2 separate regions of the Gossypium arboreum genome follow, and region 2 is linked to region 1. A link is a contact called in public Hi-C data. All regions are on one chromosome and are shown on one strand. Each heading gives the region's core, a stretch centred on a gene start, on an enhancer-like site or on the middle of the called end of the contact. The rest is flanking DNA. Distances are from core to core; before and after follow the strand shown. Region 1 holds the start of LOC108461427 (60S ribosomal protein L9-like). Region 2 holds the start of LOC108464502 (protein NTM1-like 9).

The links. Hi-C and Micro-C count contacts between places; a contact is called where the count stands out from the background.
Region 2: a contact with region 1 is called in a Hi-C map of leaf, with 2.7 times the contacts expected there. The contact joins the promoter of LOC108464502 here to the promoter of LOC108461427 in region 1. A contact is called at or near these places in 2 of 5 Hi-C or Micro-C datasets (both in leaf).

What each region holds. Positions count from the first base shown.
Region 1 is chr1:27,905,243-27,909,319 of ASM2569848v2, reverse strand. It overlaps LOC108461427 (60S ribosomal protein L9-like), which reads left to right and starts at 1,674. Exons shown (of 3, transcript XM_017761269.2): 1 at 1,674-2,143; 2 at 2,620-2,742; 3 at 2,842-3,082. The coding sequence starts at 1,769. The coding sequence ends at 2,928.
Region 2 is chr1:28,124,563-28,128,639 of ASM2569848v2, reverse strand. LOC108464502 (protein NTM1-like 9) reads right to left here and starts at 1,655. Exons shown (of 6, transcript XM_017764836.2): 1 at 908-1,655; 2 at 329-606; 3 at 1-227. The coding sequence starts at 1,073.

The sequences.
Region 1 (4,077 bases), core at 425-2,924:
GACAAACATGTCAATCTTCCAAATGAGAAATCTGGCTTTAATATACTAGATCAATCGAACTTGTTAACTACTAGGAGTTGAGAGACCCTATAAGCAATTGGCTAATATGCAAGAGTTGAGGTTTGGTGGCGAATTTTAGAATCCGAGGTGAGTCGAGAGATCGTGAGTATCTAAAGTTAACAATGGATAATTCCTGATCAATTTGACTAAGCCTAATCATTAGTTTCTAATTAAACTAATCAACCACTACATTTTACACTTGAGAGGAAAGTTTTTAATTGAGATTGTTTTAGTTCAGTAGTTTAAACAATTTTGCTTTGTTTTTTAGTAATTAGAATAAAATTCCTTTAAGTCGGTCTGTTCATAATCATGAATTTAATTAGATTAGTAATTTAGGTTAATAATTATAAGTATTCAAAACCTAAATTTGAAGTAAATTATTTTCTTTTGGATTTGATTATTAGAATACTTTCATCCAAGTATCTATTGTATTATAACTTAACAACAACTGCACACCTGCAGCTTCAAATGACAATAAATTTAAATAGTACTTTAAGACACACTCAATAATTATTAGGCTCTTTGCATGTGCCAAATAATATTTTCTTTAGAAAGAGGCTAGGCATATATTATATCTTAGGTTGGATGCGCAAAGAAACCTATAAGGCAAAAAGAAATCCACAAGGAAGTTTATGCTTTGAAATGTTGTCTAATGCTTAAATAAGAAGAGGTAACAAAAAAAAAAAAAAATGAAAAAATGAGTTTTTTTTTTTTTTTTTTCAGAACAAGTGAATAACGGTAAGACCAAGGGCAAAACTAGAAAATTACTTTGGGACAAAGATAAATCATAATTTTTTTAGGAGAGAGGAAGTGAAGAGAAAATTTATTATTATACTAATTTGTAATTATTAAAATTTTGAACGCATCATAAGAAAATTTCACCATTGGCTATCGCCTTCCCCTGTCTACACATTGGGTAAGGTTGGAAAAGATAGCCTTTAGCTACTCTAAGGCTACTAATTACATGAAAATTGCACGGGCCAAATTATCCCTTGCACACTTAAATTATTATACATTTTGGTCATTATTCACAATTATTATTATTATTTTTAAATAATCTCATTATAGGTTCTGATCAAATCTACTTAACACAATACTTAAAATTACTTATAGTTCCTCCCTAATCCATAAACAAGATAATATTCCGTTTTAGTACACTCAAACACATGTCCTCTTGTATAGACAATAATATTCATTACAATCGAATTAAGATTCAATCGATTAGTCATTATTCATAATTAAAAATTTAATAAAATGAAATAATAAATTACATATAATTAAAATAAGCAAATAACTACAAAAAGGAGTACAAATATGCAAGTGTTTGAAGAAATTCTTAAATAGTTATTACTTGTTATTGAGATTAATAGAATAGTAAATTTTGGTTTAGACAATTTGTTGATTAAAAAAAAAGAGCAACTAACAATAAAGTAAGGTGAATTAATTAACTTTTGATAAATACACAAGTTTACATTAATTCAATTTATTGCTTATTATCTCGAAAAATAAGCTTTTTAATTGGGCCGGACTCTCACAGCAATCTATTTTTCTCCTCTATTTTCTGCTCTTAACCCTAAAGCCGGCCCAAAACTGAATCCTTATACTAATAAATTATATAACATTACAGCCTTTAAGTTATAGGGTTTTTACACTCTACTTAGTCCCTCCATCGAAGCCGCACCGAGGAAGGAAGCAGAAGGCAAGCAAAATGAAGACCATTCTTTCTTCAGAGACAATGGACATCCCTGATGGGGTTGATATTAAGGTGAAGGCCAAGATGATCGAGGTTGAAGGTCCCAGGGGTAAGCTCATCCGTAACTTCAAGCACCTCAACCTCGATTTTCATCTCATCAAGGACGAGGAGAGCGGCAAACGCAAGCTCAGGATCGAGGCTTGGTTTGGCTCTAGAAAGACTAGCGCCGCCATCCGTACTACTCTCAGCCACGTTGAGAATCTCATCACCGGCGTCACCAAGGGCTACCGTTACAAGATGAGGTTTGTTTATGCTCATTTTCCCATCAACGCCTCCATCACTAACGGCAACAAGTCCATCGAGATCCGTAATTTCCTTGGCGAGAAGAAGGTCTTCTCTCTCTCTCTCTCTCTCTCTCTCTCTCTCCGTTCTTTTAATCTCTTATTGAATCGAAATCACATTGACACTGTTGATTTAATTCCCTTTATTTGTTTTTTTTTGTTTGAATAAGGCATTTATTATTGTTTTTATCATATATTAGGGCTTTTTTTTGTTTCATTTTCTTTTTGGCCTATTCAAGCGTACGATGCTGTTGAAATGCTACATTAAGAGCATACGTTGATTCATATATTTTGTTTGTTTAATGTCAACACCCTTAGGACTTGACAACCTAAAATTCTTATATTTTCTGGAGTTCTGGTTGCATTGACTGATGTAGAGAAATGGGCAGGCATTGTTTTTACATCTTGAACCAAATTGTTCATGTTTTAGGGTTCAAGTAACCAAATATGAAACATGTTCAAGAGTTTGATAAGTTCCTTGTATTCCAATGACATTATGTTAACGTTTGCACCGGTGAACATTAGGTGCGAAAGGTGGATATGTTGGAAGGGGTATCCATTGTTCGATCAGAGAAGGTTAAAGACGAGATCGTGTTGGATGGTAACGATATCGAACTTGTGTCACGCTCGGCAGCTTTGATAAACCAGGTAGGCCCTCTGTCGATCCCTTTTAAACACTGAGATTGAAGCTGGAGATGATTGATATTTGGTATTTATCTTGATGAATGTGAATTTTGATTGGAACAGAAATGCCATGTGAAGAACAAGGATATTAGAAAGTTCCTTGATGGTATCTATGTTAGCGAGAAGGGCAGGATCGCTGAAGAAGAATGATTGGTACGGTATCTCTTGTTTCATAGTGTTATAATGCTCTGCTTTGGTTTTCAGACTTTAGATTATAAGGATGTTATCTTATATTTGTTTCATCTTTATGTTTTGCGACATTGAGCTCCTTTCATCAATGACTTGGAATGCAATTTTTCGGCAACCCTTTTGCTGCAATTTAAGAAGGCATGAAAGCCTTTGGTTTAAAGACTTGATTATCATCCAAATTATTGAAAATAAGATAAGATACGATATATTTAAGCATTTTAGGATATATTCTGAAAAAGAATGCTACCATAAACAAATATTTTTTTAAGAAGCCTTACTTGTAATATTTAAAGTTCAAATATGATAATTTGACAATTTTAACCTTATATTTTCAAATAAGAAGTTTCATTCGCATGCAAGATAAAATAAGGGGTCGAAAGAGCAAACAAACATATCAAGAAGAAATCGAGCGTCGGTAGCACTGTCACCAGTAGAAACTGGTGTCCTGTAGAAAGTGGGAGGAGGGTCAGGTGAGAAGCGGTGCGTCGGCAGTCACACCAACCCATGGCTGAAAAAGGATGACAAAAGATAAAAAAAAAAAAAGCAGCCCAAGGAGAGGGGGAGACAGGCTACTGATTCTAAAGCCATCACTCAACTAATCATGGAGGGAACAGTTGGTATTAAATATTCAGAAGAGTTATTAAATAATTTTTATATATTTTCAATGGGTATACTATGGTAGAGGTTAACCGATTATAGTTTTTTTCTTTTTATAATTAATTTTAAAAGTTATAAAATAATCATTTGACTATTAATAGATTTATTTATTTTGTCATTTAACTATAAAAGTTATAAAATAATTATCTAACTATTTAATTTTTGTCTTTTATGGTCATCAGTTGACCTATGTAGAAATAAAATTACCCAAAAATCCAAGATAGACCTACGTAGAAATAAAAATATCTAAAAATCCAATATAAAAAAAAAAGACAATTGAATATTTGAATAATCATTTTGTAATTTTTTATAGTTGGGTAACAAAAATAGAAAATTACTAACAGTTGAATGACAATTGTAAATTTTCATAGTTGGTTAACTACAAAAGTAGTTTAGCCATTTTTAACTTACTCTAAGCCTTCAAACCATGGTAGTCGGTACCGTACCAAATAA
Region 2 (4,077 bases), core at 406-2,905, 220 kb before region 1:
TTGCAGCAGCTGTCACCCGTTATTTGACCATTTGGCATGGAAGTATCCGGATTCTGAGCTTGTGTCTCAGATGATATGGTATCTTGGAGAAGATCCGATGATGTATCATCATCAGGAGCAGATTTTGTCATGGCAGCCGAACATACGGTTTGCTCAACCTCATCGTACTTCACAATATCATTCTTCTCTTCCGGTTTATGAAACAATCGACATAGAACAAAAGCACTCTGCACCAAGAAAAAGGGTCCAAGTCATATAGACATTCTTGTTTTTATTTGAATCAAACCCTTAACTAAGAACAGCAAGCCTAAAAATTAAGAAGGAAAACCTGGCCAGGGGCGGTGCCATCGAGGTCCTTTGTAGTGGGACGGTACTCATGCATGATCCAGTAAGTACGCTGGCCCTTGGGAGCACGGCCCTTGTAAAAAACCAAAGTCTTCTTCATGCCAATCAGTGACTTTTTAGACTTAATGGTTCGATCCTTTCCCGTTGCTTTCCAATATCCTTTATCCGTAGCTCTGTTGGAACGATGGCTGTTCGGGTACTTCCTATCAAGCGGGCAAAAGAAGAACCACTCTGGATCGTCCGACTTTATCACCGACAGTCCTGTACTTAAATTCAACCATCCCAGTAATAAAAATTCAGAATTTAACTAATTTTGGAACATAAAAACTTTTTTTCGCAGAGAGGAATTTCAAAAAAAAAAAAAAACCGTAAGTTTACCTCAAATTGCAAGTTGTAGGAATCGAATTTATGAAATAAAATGTATATTAATTTCATATATTGAGCGAATAAAGCAAAATTTCCAGCTGACGCTTTGGCTAAGGCTAAGGTATCAAAGAATCAAAACAATACTTAAACCAATAATTTCTTTCTTACGCAAAAGAAAAAGAGAAAAAAGAAATACCAGGCAAATCCCATGGCTCCCATTTGCAGACATCGATTTCAGGAATGACACCAACCTCGGAATGACGACCGTTGATCTTCAATCTAAGGTAATGATTGATGAGCTCCTCATCAGTCGGCCTGAACCTAAACCCTAAAGGCAACGTTTCCATCGTTAAAACTGCCATCCTTTGCTAGTTTTCAAAAAAAAAAAATCTCGATTCTGAGTAAAATTGTCTTCTTCTTCTTCAGTGACTATCCAACTAGATTACTTAGGAAGGTAAATTAGTTGATTTTCAGTTGAGAGCTCCGTCAGGTCGCTTTCGTCTTACGGTAAAGCCGCAAAGCCAAGTAAATGTGAAAAAAAAAAAAAAAATCATGTGTGAGTAATCACGTGACCATGTCCGGGCCCTTTTTGCAGCCGTGTCGCTCTACCATTGGTGGAGACTGAAGCGCATTACAAGAGGAAGACGATGAGAGGCGCCCACAGCGTAGAAAAAACCCCGGTGTGGACGGCGAATTGAGCCACCCAATAATTGAGCTCCTTTTTCCTCCTTTTCCAGCGTAGGCTAAGGCAATGGAGCACTAGATCCTACACAATTACCAAAATACCCTCTCTACGCTTTTGTCACTTTTTTTTTTGCTTCTTGCTTTTTGGATAATACCGTCCACGTCTTTTCATTGTAATGTTGCACTGAGGAAAAGGAGCACAGTGAGCTAGCTTATCACGCAAGCCTTTTCGTATTTTTATAGTCTCAGTAAAGTTCAAGCTTTTTCTATTGGTTTTTATTAAAACAGAAAAAGGAAAAATTTATTTTGCCTCGTGCGCCCGGCTGGCTATAATATTGTGATATTTGCCCAGAAACTTTTTTATTTGATTCATTCACGTGCTTTTCTAGTGTTCTATATATATGGATTACTTGCAACCAGATTTAGATTCTAAAATTACTACTAAACTTCAAAATATATTAATTAAGGTTAAAAACTGCTCCAAATCCTTGTATTCTTTGTACATTTGAACTTTATTCCTCTTATTTTTATTTCAATGAATTTAGTCCCTCTACTTTTCAAATTTAAAAATATATGTTCAATTGTTAATACCATAAAATTTTCTATTAAATTCAGATTCATTGCAAATGTTATTTTCTGTTACATAATCGTGAAGTGAGATTTTCTTTTAAAATTTCAAAATATCGTGTCAACAAATTTAAAAAAATTAACAAATTAATAATTAGATCTAAAATTTAAAATTTAAAAAGTAAAAAGACTAAATTATTAAAAATAAAAAATAAAGACTAAATTCTAAAAGTAAAAAATCTTAAACTTTGACTGAAAATTGCTTATAGAAAAATTTTGATATTTTATGATATTTGGATGATTTCACGTAATCATTTGGTTTTTTAAAAATCATTTTCAAAGTTTTAAATAAAAATGCATAATATAAATTATAGAATATTATGGAAATATTACCGCTTGACAAACTAGTAATAACTATATTATCTCCTATAAATTTAATATTCACTTAATTTGAAGTTATAGGTATGATGTTGGATGGTGAAACACCGGAGCCAAAAGGATAAATGAAAACAAATATTCATTTATACTATTAAAATATTATTACTAAATATTTAGAAGTTATCATTTATATATTTAATAACAATAAATTAATAAAAATATTTCTCAATAAATTAAGAATACTATTTAAAATTTAAAATAATTATTAATATTGAAATCTATTATCAAAATAATATTATAATATTAAATATCAATATTTTAATATTTTTAAAATTAAAATTTATTGTCACTATAATAATATTTTACTTAATTCAAATTAATTTTATGTAAATATTATATTACTTATAAGGAGTTTTTTCTTAAAAGATGGTCTTATGTTTTTGAAAGAAGACAATTTGTCAAAAATAGTCCTTAAAATATGCAAAAAATTCAATTAAGTTTATGCAGCAAATTTGCACTCAATTAAGTCATTTCTATTAACTAAAATAATCAATTAAGCCCATCCGTTAACAATTCCTGTCATTGTTCACGTTGACCGTTAAAATAAATTGATGAACTAATCAAATGGTGATATACCGCAACTTCGGGTTAATCTAATATTTTTCTCATTAAAATATTGAAAACTAATATTTTCCCATTAAAATATTAAAAATTATAAAAATTAGAAAAAAAATTATAAAAATAGTAAAAATATCAAAAAATATAAAAATTAAAAATATATGAAAATTGATTTAAACTTTTAAAAATTATAAAAATTAATAAATACTATCAAAATATAATAAATCTAATAAATTATAAATTAATAAAACATATTTAAAATTTCATAAAATGTATTAAAATTCTATAAAATCATAAAAAGAATAAAAAGTATTAAAATTTATATAAAATCATAAAAATCATAAAAACCTGAATTGAATCTGATCAATCAATTGGACTGATTAGATCGAAATCAACAAGGGTATTGATTCAAAGAAAACTATTAGACCGTTTGACTTGGGAACCAAACCATTAAACTAGTTTTTTTTTTTATTTTTAAATGTTTTAGTCCAACTAGCAAATTGGTGGCTTTACTAGTTCAACCACCAATCCAATTCTAAAAACCTTGGTTAGAATATTTCATTCTGACATATGATAATAGTTGGAGAATGAAATTTTAGTTTGATAAAAAAAATTTAAAGATAAAAAATCGATTTAATCGATTGATTCCTATGTCAATTGGTTTAATGGCTTTCCCCATAGTCGAATTTGAGCAAACTGGTCCAGCTTATGTTTTTTATAATTTCTATGAGTTTATATTAATTTTAATATTTTTATAATATTTTTTTGGTGAATTACAATAATAAGGCAAAGCTCGAACAACCAACGCAACTAGCGCGACTCAAACCAGGTCCCACCTGAGGTAGTGGACACCCTTAATTATCAGGTTCTAATATGTTTTTTTTTTTAGTTTTAAATAGTTAAATATGTTTTTTTTAATTTTATATTTTTTATAATTTATTAGAGTTTTATATTTTTACAATATTTATAAGTTTTATAAATTTAATAAGTTTATATTAATTTCAATGTTTTTAATATATAATATTTTTATTTTTTACAAATTTTCTTATTTTTATGATTTTCAATTTTTTATGAGAAAATATTAAATTAAACCAGAAACTGTCACATGTCACCATTTGA